Linked DNA regions of Danio rerio: region 2 is linked to region 1. A link is a contact called in public HiChIP or PLAC-seq data. All regions are on one chromosome and are shown on one strand. Each heading gives the region's core, a stretch centred on a gene start, on an enhancer-like site or on the middle of the called end of the contact. The rest is flanking DNA. Distances are from core to core; before and after follow the strand shown. Region 1 holds the start of dpy19l1l (dpy-19-like 1, like (H. sapiens)). Region 2 holds the start of mtx1a (metaxin 1a).

Region 1 (5,858 bases), core at 1,562-4,061:
ATATTCAGTAAGACGGTCATTCATGATCATGTAAAGACCATCCATAAAGGACGGAGCCTCGATGATTGTCTTGAAATATGAGTAATACAGTCCCTAATAAGAAAAAAAAGCCATTGTGATCTACTCAGTAGCATTATGTATTGCACATACCAACCTTAATCCTAACTCTATAATAAATGCATGTGGATAATCAATATTACTCAGTATAAAAAAGGGAGCAAGCAGAAGGAAAGTGAGCGTGTGATTAATATCACTTAGTACTTGGATGTCCAATTACACTGTAACAAGGATACAGTACAATAAAGTGCAACCAAAATGTTCATTCAAGCTGTATATTTAACTAGGTCAGAGATGAGATGACTTATGTTGGTGTCGTCATCACATTATAGACATAAAAATGAGTTTATATGCATGAAAAGCTTATTAACAAATTAAAGTGTCCACTTTGTTTTAAATTACTTAAAATAATAAAAATGTCAAAACATACGTCAAGACACATTCCAGTGTAGGCGAAAATGTACATCTGCACTATCATTGTTTTGACACTTGTAAACCACTTTGACCCATATACTCATGGGCCACTTTATTAGGTACACCTGTCCAACTGCTCATTAAGCTAATTTCTAATCAGCAAATCACAACTCAATGCATTTAGGCATGTAGACATGGTGAAGACGATCTGCTGCAGTTCAAATCGAGGATCAGAATGGGGAAGAAAGGTGATTTAAGAGACTTTGAAATTGGCATGGTTGTTGGTGCCAGATGACCTTGTTCTGAGTATTTCAGAAACTGCTGATCTAATGGGATTTTCACACACAACCATCTCTAGTGTTTACAGAGAATGGTCCGAAAAAAGAAAATATCCAGTGAGCAGCAGTTCTGTGGGCGCAAATGCCTTGCTGATGCCAGAGCTCAGAAGAGAACGGCCAGACTGGTTCGAGCTGATAGAAAGGCAACAGTAACTCAAATAACCACTTGTTATAACCAAGGTATGCAGAAGAGCATCTCTGAACACATCCAACCGTGAGGCGGATGGGCTACAGCAGCAGAAGAACACTCCAGGTACCACTCAAGGAGGCTACAGTTTGCACAGGGTCACCAAAATTGGAAAATAGAAGATTGGAAAAAAGTTGCCTGTCCTGATGACATTCTGCAGTGACATTCGGATGGTAGGGTCAGAATATGGCATCAACAACATGAAAGCAAGGATCCATCCTACCTTGTGTCAGGCTTGTGGTGGTGGTGTAATGGTGTTGGGGATATTTTCTTGACACACTTTGGGCCCATTAGTACCAATGATCATCGTGTCAACACCACAGCCTACCCGAGTAATGTTGCTGACCATGTCCAACCCTTTATGACCACAGCGTACCTATCTTCTGATGGCTACTTCCAGCAGGATAACGCAGCATGTCATAAAACACAAATCCTCTCAGATGGGTTTCCTGAACATAACAATGAGTTCACTGTGCTCAAATGGCCTCCACAGTCACCAGACCCCAATCCAATGGAGCACCTTTGGGATGTGGTGGAATGGAAGATTCGCATCATGGATGTGCAGTCAACAAATCTGCAGCAACTCCGTGATACTATCATATCAATATGGACTAAAATCTCTGAGGAATATTTCCAGTACTTTGTTGAATCTATGCCATGAAGGATTAAGGCAGTTCTTAGGGCAAAAGAGAGTCCAACCTGGTACTAGTAAGGTGTATCCAATGAAGTGACCAGTGAGTGTATATTTGTTTAATACATATATATATATACGCATTAAAAATAAAGCAGAATTACCATCTCTGTTCGGAAAGCCATTTCCTTCTCTAAAGTAGACATGTGTGAAAAATGTCTGTCATTTTCAAACAGATGTGAGAGATGATACCTGAAAGATACAAGACTTCATTTATTCTGTCACAAGAAGAAAGGTATCTGCATACTTTAAAGATTAAAAGCTACTTACCAATGAAAAAAACCTGCAACAACAGCTATAAAGAGAAACAGATCATATTGAGAGAATTATTTGCAGGTCAGTCAGATTGCTACGTGGCCACATTTGGGGGACTTTTATCTGACCAACCAAAACACAATTGAAGAGGAACAAGCTGTACTTTTAAAGCAGATGAAAGATTCTGATAAATAATTTTTATACTTAAAACTGTAAGTAGTTGACAAGAATAAATCTTAGGAACTGTCAGTATATGAATGGCAAATACCTGTAGTGAAATGATGTAATTTTGACTGATTGCTAACAAACTTACAATAAACATCCGAGCATTGCCCAATAACCACAGTTTTAAACCTCTAATTTATTGTTTATTAATTAAATCAGGTCATTAATTACATTTATCAATTTAATCTAATACCAAACAAATGAAATATGGGTTTTGCACAACTTTGTTTACAATCCGAGCTCCTATAAACACTGAAAGCATGCTAGATGCTAACCAAAAAACCGTTAGCTACCTAGCAGCTAAAGCAGACATTCTTACCGAGAATCAGCACTGTTATTCCTCTTACAAAAGCGGAGGGGCTCAAACCCAGTCTGTTTTTAATAAACCCAGCAAAGAGTCCGTTTTTACTCTGAAAAGCCGAGCCTTTCCCATCTTTTCCGCGCCTGCATTTCCCCGACACGGATTGACTCCTGTCTTTCTCGCTGCTCTGCTCCTTGGCACTTGGTTTTCTGGTTTTTACTACCATGTTTTCATATTTCTGTGTAGCAGGACGGCAGCAGGGGCGCGGATGAGCGTTAAATCAGTAGTTTGGCTCTCGCAGACGCCTCTCATCTGTGGCTCTGCTCAGTTTCACCGCTGATCTGTTGAATGAAGCGGGCATCGCATCGCCCCCGTCTGGACGCGCCACTCAACTGGCAGCGTCACTTACCATGGCAACCTCTTCAGGAATCTGCAAGGTGGAGTGGGTAAACCTATGGTGTAAACGTTGTAAATAAAATCCCCCCCAAACTGATCATCAGATGGGAACCATGAACTTCCGGTTAGGGTGCACGCTGGCGCTGTTAGCTGCCGCTACCCACGGACAATATTTTTAAAGAACTTTTTAAAGAACTTCTGTCTGGACTACACAGTTGACAGTACATCTACTGTATAACGCATAGCACTTTATGCTAAACCTTTGCACTTTCCACTGCACCGGTCTGCTTTTGGTGCTTATCGTGACTTTGTGACAGTCCTGTCACAGCAGCTGTCACTCAACTCAAACCCGGAGAAGAGACGAAACGACAATGAAAGCTCCTGACCTGCTTGTTCGGGTCATAACACTCTGGATCTTCCTCGCTGCTGTATATCGCCCTGCGGAGCTACTACTCCAGTATTCGGCAGAGGAACTTCTTCAACTCCGCTCCCACTTCTCGGAGACTCCGTCAACGCTGCGCTTTCATCCGGACATCGCGGTCCGGCCACGTCGGAGATATATTCACCGAGGATCACGACGGTCCTACAACATTGACAACTCATCCCAAATACGGTCTTTCTGGTCGTCTAACCCTCGCCAGGCATCAAGGTCAGTACGATCCATTGACCGTAATGTACTCACATACCCAGCAAACTCCGCTTCCAACGAAGCATGCAAAAACAATCTATCTTTTGGACTACTCAACATTCGCTCGTTATCTAATAAAAGTCATCTGCTGCAAGACGTACTGTCTGACCATAAGTTTGATTTCCTCTGTCTTACTGAAACTTGGCAAAGACATGATGATTTCTTTTATTTTAACCAAGCTGTTTTACCAGGATACAAATACATTTGTAAACCCCGCACTACTGGACGGGGAGGGGGCGTGGCGATACTCTATAAGGAGAAATGGAAGGTATCTCAATTACCTGTTTCTGAATACCCCTCTTTTGAGTCAGTCATCATTAAAATTAATGGGGCAGTTCCGACTATTCTTGCTACAATATACCGTCCTCCTAAAAGCAGTTCAACCTTTTTAACTGAACTTTCTGAGTTTTTAACTGAGCTGTGCTCCTTGTCTCCTAATGTTATTATGCTGGGTGATTTTAATATTCATATTGATGCTGGCAACAATATTAATACAATCGACTTTTTATCTTGTTTGGACAGCTTTGGAATGCAGCAATTTGCTAATTTCCCTACACACACTAAAGGCCATACCCTTGATCTCATCTGTTGCTCTGGAATAATCCCTAACAAATGTACTGTTTCTGATCTTCTTATATCCGACCATTTCTTAGTGTCTTTTTGTGCTCAGCTTGCAGTTTTTAAATTGCAGTCACCCCGGACAATCAAATTTAGAAACGTTAAGAACATTGATTTATTACATTTTTCAGATGTACTTAATAGTTTTGCATACAATGTGGACTCATCTTCTGCTGATGCTCTGGTGTCTATTTACAATAATGGACTATCTGAAATTTTGGACACTTTTGCACCTTTACAAACCCGGACTGTCTCTTTTTCTGTTTCTGCTCCTTGGTTTACTTCTGATCTGCATCAACTCAAAACTAAAGGTCGCAGGTTGGAACGGTTGTATAAGAAGTCTGGGTTAACTGTCCACAAAGAAATGTTTACAGAACATGCTCATCATTATAAGGAAGCATTACTTAAAGCAAAATCTGACTATTATGCTAACAGGATAGAATCTAGTCAGGGTAACTCTAGATTACTCTTCTCTGTAGTTAAAAAATCATTAAGTTTTCCTGACACATCACTTTCTTCTTCAACTGAGTTATGTAACAGCTTCCTGTCTTTTTTTGAAACAAAAATTGAGGACATTCATCATCAATTACATACAAATATTTCAGCCCCTGACTTCAGCCAAAATGTTTCTGAAATCATCACACATTTCTTTTTTGATACTTTTACCTTACCATCTACTGCTGAAATAGTTGGTCATATACAGAAATCTAAAACTACCAACTGTCTGCTTGATCCACTTCCTACATGCTTAGTTAAGACCTGTCTTCCATCATTGTCCACACTGATTACTAACATTATTCACAAATCACTGGATTCTGGATCTGTCCCATCTTTACTTAAAACTGCTGTAATCACCCCAGTACTAAAAAAACCTGGAGCTGATTCATCCAATTTGGCCAACTATAGACCAATTTCCAATTTGCCATTTATCTCAAAAATACTGGAAAAATGTGTTGCATCTCAACTCCATAAATACTTTGCTAATAACAATTTGTTTGAGCTCTTCCAGTCTGGTTTTCGTCCCAACCACAGCACTGAGACTGCTCTTGTCAGGATCACTAATGATCTACTATTGGCAGCAGACTCTGGTTTACTGTCAATTCTTATTCTCCTGGACTTGAGTGCAGCCTTTGACACGGTTTCGCACGAGGTTCTTTTGAATAGGCTTGCCTCACTAGGGATCTCTGGCACCCCTCTTTTATGGTTGAAGTCATATCTTGAAGATCGTACTCAGTTTGTTCAAATTAAAGATTTTAAGTCAAGATCGCAGATTGTCACTACTGGTGTCCCACAGGGTTCTGTACTGGGTCCACTCCTGTTTATCATATATCTCCTGCCTCTTGGTCACATTTTCAGAAAATACAACATACAATTTCACTGTTATGCTGACGACACTCAACTCTACCTGTCCACCAAGCCCTCCTGTTCTTTTCCTCCTCCTGCTTTGAGCAGATGTTTAGCTGAAATAAAAATCTGGCTTTCAGCTAACTTTTTAAAATTAAACAGCGACAAAACTGAAGCCCTTCTCATCGGCACTAAAAGTGTTTTGGATAAAGCTGATAAATTCACTATAGACATTGATAACAGTACAATTTTTCCCTCCATGCAGGTAAAGAGTTTGGGTGTCATCTTGGATAGCACACTCTCATTTGAAGGTCACATTAATAATATTACACGTACTGCATATT
Region 2 (5,674 bases), core at 371-2,870, 300 kb before region 1:
TTTAATTGTATTATGTTTCAATTTCTAAATCTGTTTGTTGACTAAAATATTATTTTAATAAATATATCTGTAATATATATAAATCTGTTTTTTTTTTAAATGCACCAAAATACATTGCCTATATTTACTGAGAAATGGATCAAAATAGTCTTTTTTTTTTTTTTAATGGAATGTACTCAGTTATGCTGAGCACGGTATAATCATTAAATTAATAAACCATTTTTGCTCAAACGTTTTATTATTAGTATTAGCATTATTATTATTATTCAAAAAAATCTTTACAAGATTGCTGAATTTTTTATTTTGTAAGTTTAAATATAAGATATTCAACATCAAACCAAAACATTTGGGTATATGTGCATTCAAAAAAACAGATGTTTTATTAATTCCTTCTCTAATTCACAAAAAGTGCATGCAGAATCCCTGTCTTAAAAAACAAACAGGGAACAATATGTTTCACTAGATAAAATAAATGATTAGTTTATATGTCACTTCTTTAACTTTATTGGTCAGACAGTATGTACTAGGTAAGTTCCAAACTGTTTTCCATTCAATCTGCTCAAATAAGGAATTCCAAAAAGGTTTGCATTTAGGAAATAATAAAGTTCTGCATAACTTTTTAATGTAAAAGTTATTAAATATACTGTTTATAATTTTCATACCAGGGCTGCACGGTGACGCAGTGGGTAGCACTATCGCCTTACAGCAAGAAGGTCACTGGTTCGAGTCGCGGCTGAGTCAGTTGGCATTTCTGTGTGGAGTTTGCATGTTCCCCCCCCCACTGGTTCGAGTCGCGGCTGAGTCAGTTGGCATTTCTGTGTGGAGTTTGCATGTTTCCGCCCCAAAGACATGTGGTATAGGTGAATTGGGTAGGCTAAAATGTCCATTGTGTATGTGTGTGAATGAGTGTGTATGGATGTTTCCCAGTGATGGGTTGCAACTGCTGCGCAAAACATATGCTGGATAAGTTGGGGGTTCCGCTGTGGCATCCCAGTTTGAGAAAGGGACTAAGCCGCAGAGAAATTGATAAATTAATTTTCACACCATTGATACTTAATTGATTATTATGTAAAAGATTAGATTCAAGGGATATATTACCAGGTAAGAGCTGAACAAGTCCACAAGGAATTGCATAAGATACTATTGCAAATTCTTTAGCAGTTATGGAGGATCTTGTAATAACTGAGAAATTCACAATAATTAAAAAGTTGTCCATTATATTTGAATAACTGCCTCACAATTTAATATCATTATTGTACTCATTTCTATAAAATAAGGTTTTATTTTTAAAGGTTAACATTACATTTGTTGTTCCATATCACTGATTTATCTTACTTTCAAAATTACACCTCAAAAAAATCTGAATGAATGAATCTGAATCCATTTGTTTTTAAATACACTGAATTCAAAAACACTGAGACCACCATCTTCAACTGGATTGCAGAAAATTATTTTAAATAATGTGGTCTGTTCCTCCACATGAAATAGAAAAAAATATATCAACCTCTTTTAAAAAAGTATTTTCTGTCACTTTTGATCATCCCTTCATCTGTAATAAAAAACTTACAGTCTCAGGACTTTTATTTGTGAAGCATCAGCTCCCCCGGTCAGAGGTGACTGGAGTTTTGAAGATGGCGGCGCCCTGTGAGCTGTTTTGCTGGAAGGCTGGTTTGGGTTTACCGTCAGTAAACACAGATTGTCTCATCGTATTGGTGAGTTTTCATCTTCTGCTTATGTCGACTGGTGTTCATATAACGTTATGTCGGGTTCTGTTTGTTGATGGATTTTGCTAGGTAACGTTAACTACCCGCGAGACCGAGTCGATCGATATATAAATTTATAGTTATTAATTAATTCACTAGTTAATGAAAAGATGTCTCAAAGACAATATTTTTGTTTTAAATTTGCACCAATGGCATCAGTAGTTTACAGATGAATAAAAAATCCGTTTTACTCTAACACACAACTAGTTAAATATTAGTAGTTTACAGCGTTTGTTGTTTTGTTTTGTGTAGGATCACAAAAACTGCCATAATTTCAGACGTTTGTGTTCATTATATTCAAACGGCACTAATGTTTTAATTTCAGAAGTGTCAAGAAGTTAATATATAATTGAATAACCCTCTATCTAATTGTCATTATCTGGGGAAAATGCTCTAAGTAACGTTTTTTTTTTTTATTATTATTTGAAACCACAAGAATTGCACTCAGACTTTTATAGAATAAAACATACTTAAAGACTACAGATATACATACTTAACAGTACTTACAGAGAACTAGAGAGTTTTTCAAGTGCTTTCTTTCTTGCTTGCTTGCTTTCTTTTTTCTATCTGTCTATTATTTTATTTATATACAAAGTAGATTTAATGGAGAAAATGCAGGGTTCCACAAAATGTATTCATGTTGTTCCAAATCAAATTGATTAAGTTAACTTAATTGTTTTTACAAATTTAAGTGGATTGAACATAAAATGGTAAACCCTTTACTGCATGCATTATGATAGATCTGTATAAAAAATTTACTGTTTTTTTTATTTTTAAAATGCCTTAATTTGATGTGCTGTGATAAAAATTGGGAGATTTTTTTTAAGGTACTTAATGTTGCCATATGGCAACAACGTCCAACAGTAGATCTAACTTAAAAATTTAAATTTTCCTCATAATTAATAATTTAGTTGCTTGAAATTATTTATATGGTGTTGCAGTATTACAATCTTTAAGAGAGAACTTATGACACCTTTTGCATACTTTCCAACAACTGATATTCCAACAGCTTTCATTTATTCCATTCTTTTTTGCTGAATATTATTGAAAACAAACATGTATTATCTTGTTAACAACATACAGTAGGTATAAATATTTCCTCCAATAAACATTATAACAAAAAACAAGCCTAGTATATCCAGATTTATCAGAATAATGAAGCTACTAGCAAACAATGTTTATATTATTCTTTATACTATACGCCGTCTAATGTGCCTCTGAACTAACTTACCTGAACTGTCTCCATCACTGCTCTTATCAAATGTCCAATCTGCATAATTTTCATGATCACCACCCATCTCGTCCTCACTTTCATCTGCAGGAAGAGCCAGTTCTGTCCTTTTCTTCTTTCACTTACCATAGAACATGGTGGTGCTCGCTAATTCACTTTTCCCTGTATTCATATCTAATCAAAAGTAGCATTGTCATTACAATTAGATTTTATCCATAATGCAAAAGCCGAACATTGTATTACTAGCATTCATGTTGTTATTGTTACAACTTAAAAGATAACAGCTGACCTTGCAAGCTAGTTAAACCATTGCAATAATACACATTCCACTATTGCACACTTACATTTGATTGATTTACACAAAACTAATTTGATAACATTTTTTGAGTTGTGAATATGTCACCATAACTTACTGGAGGTGACGTCTCAGATTTTTTTGTGGATCTGACATAATTTGATCCTTTGTTTTTATTTACATTTTCATTTGCATTTAGCAACTTCTCACAATGAACGCCAGTCTGTCAGAAATCGCGCTGCAGAAAAACACAGCATGTCATGTGACCTAACCAAAGCACATCATTGGCTAAACTAAGGTTTTCTCTTTCCAACAAAAAAAATTAGAACGCTGGTCTTAAAGAAACAGTGGCAGGGAAATTAATATAAATATCTTGTTATCAAATGGCAAAACCATGCGGTAGAGGGTTAAGTTGTTCAAAAAAACGAAGAATTGTGTTGTTTCAACTCATTTTAAGTAAGTAGTTTAAGCAAGCAGCATTTTTTCAGCGTATTATGAATGAGATATTTTGCTTGTAAATAGTCCAGAATTCAGATGTGTAGATCAGGGGTGCGTTTCCGAAAAAAACATGGTTAGCCAACTAAAGTTGCAAGTTGCGTCGTTACAAACACAGTTTGTTGATTTGGCATTTGCCAAATCCATCGTTCCAACAAACATTCACAAACTACGTCGCAAACTTGTATGCTTGCAACTACACCTCTGAATCTGTAGTTAGAAGCATAGTTCCTGGCTGTGTTCTATTCCCATTTCTCCTCCCTATGCCCTATTCATTTAGAATGTTCCAACATTTAAACTTGGAATGATTAAAAAAAAGCATTAAAGTCATCTCCCATATTTGCTTTTAAAGTATTTACAGTTCAGTTTCAGTGATCTTCATGTTTACATTTGTGCTCCCTTCACAGTGTACTTTGAAAACCATTGATGTCATTTTGGAAGTCATTTTGCATTGATGTCACAGCTGTGGCTCATGACGAAAGCTATAGGTGACCTATTATTTAAAAGCGGAATTTATGTTATGTTTCTAAAGCATGAGAAAACAAAATATACAGCATATGTTAATGCTTTTAATTTATAGTAGGATATTTATTAAGCATCTGTACTGAATATGACATGGGCCTGTTGGTTAGAACATTTTTGCAGCGGTTTGAATGTCAAATTGTAAAAGTAGACTTATCAAATAAATAAACAATATCCTTCTCAATAATAAGAGAATATTAATCATCATCATTATTTCTTTGTTTATATGATTTATATATGATATTAGAATATGTGTTAGCTGTTTGTAAGTGATTTTATGTTGTAGATTAGACAGTGCAATATTATCAATAATATTTATAAAGGAAATATAGGCCCTATATGTGCTGTTTACATATATTTTAATAAATATGGAAAATGAGTGCATGGTTTTTACCAAAACTAATATTGGATTTTTTTTTTAAATGCGTGTGCGTGTAAAACAATATAATTTGCACAAAGAAATTATGGGGTTTTTTTCTCTAAAGTTGTTACCCCACCCCGTTTAGAGCATCATTTTGGGCGTTTTACATTATAACTAATGGGGTTCAAACGATGCATCTGCGACAGAGAAACTACAGTTTTTGGGAAACACTCGTTACTACATTGTTCTTTTCCCAAACGATGCATCGTACTATGATAGTTCAGCTATGAGTTACATTATTGTTTGGGCAATGCACTCAAGATCAGCACCAGTCAGGTCATTCTACCTTGATATGAAAAGCAAATCTTCACTGTTTACCTTTCATGATTTAAGCTTTCAGTCTTTTAATATCTCGGTTCATCCCAAAGCCAAGGTGCTTATCGGCAGATATTCCTGTAGCATGATTCATCATGTGGGTTATGTTTCCTCTGCTTTTCCCTATTTTTCCACTTCAGTTTGGTCACACCAGGGCGCCACCTGTCTGTGCTACTGTAAACCACAAACCCACCACTGTCATCTGGAGTTACCATCAGTCTCATCTCCCATCGGCCACTTTGGAGACTGCATTCATTCACATTTTATTCCTGATCAGCAAAGGTTTGCGTGTGGGCAGGGAACCAGGTTGCTGTTGCTGAAGTGGCATGTTAAAGTGATTAGGTTACATCAGTGCTGTGTGTTTTGGACTCTTGGAGTGTGCTGGGATTTTTCCGGCTCGCCAGCGGTCTGTGTGTGTTACAGTCTGTCTGCACCTACTGAGAACCGCAGGCATGTTTTGCTCGCTCTGTCTGATGCTTTGGTAATGTCAAGTTCATTCAGAATTTTCCAGATTATCTCGTCGCTCCTGAAAGGATAGAGTTGCATTAAATTGTAACTGCATGTGAGGGGCTGAGGGTGTTTGGAGATTGGCCTGGTGGACCGTGATTAAATGTTATTCAAGTAATTGTGAT

The links. HiChIP or PLAC-seq counts read pairs in DNA pulled down with a chosen protein or histone mark.
Region 2: a contact with region 1 is called in an H3K4me3 HiChIP or PLAC-seq map of embryo, with 3 times the contacts expected there. The contact joins the promoter of mtx1a here to the promoter of dpy19l1l in region 1. A contact is called at or near these places in 4 of 18 Hi-C or Micro-C datasets (all in embryo) and 2 of 4 datasets of contacts at active chromatin or transcription factors (caudal fin and embryo).

Annotation. Positions count from the first base shown.
Region 1 is chr16:47,096,585-47,102,442 of GRCz12tu, reverse strand. dpy19l1l (dpy-19-like 1, like (H. sapiens)) reads right to left here and starts at 2,811. Exons shown (of 22, transcript NM_001002868.1): 1 at 2,487-2,811; 2 at 1,958-1,982; 3 at 1,792-1,879; 4 at 1-93. The coding sequence starts at 2,694.
Region 2 is chr16:47,397,790-47,403,463 of GRCz12tu, reverse strand. It overlaps mtx1a (metaxin 1a), which reads left to right and starts at 1,620. Exons shown (of 8, transcript NM_001128238.1): 1 at 1,620-1,712. The coding sequence starts at 1,632.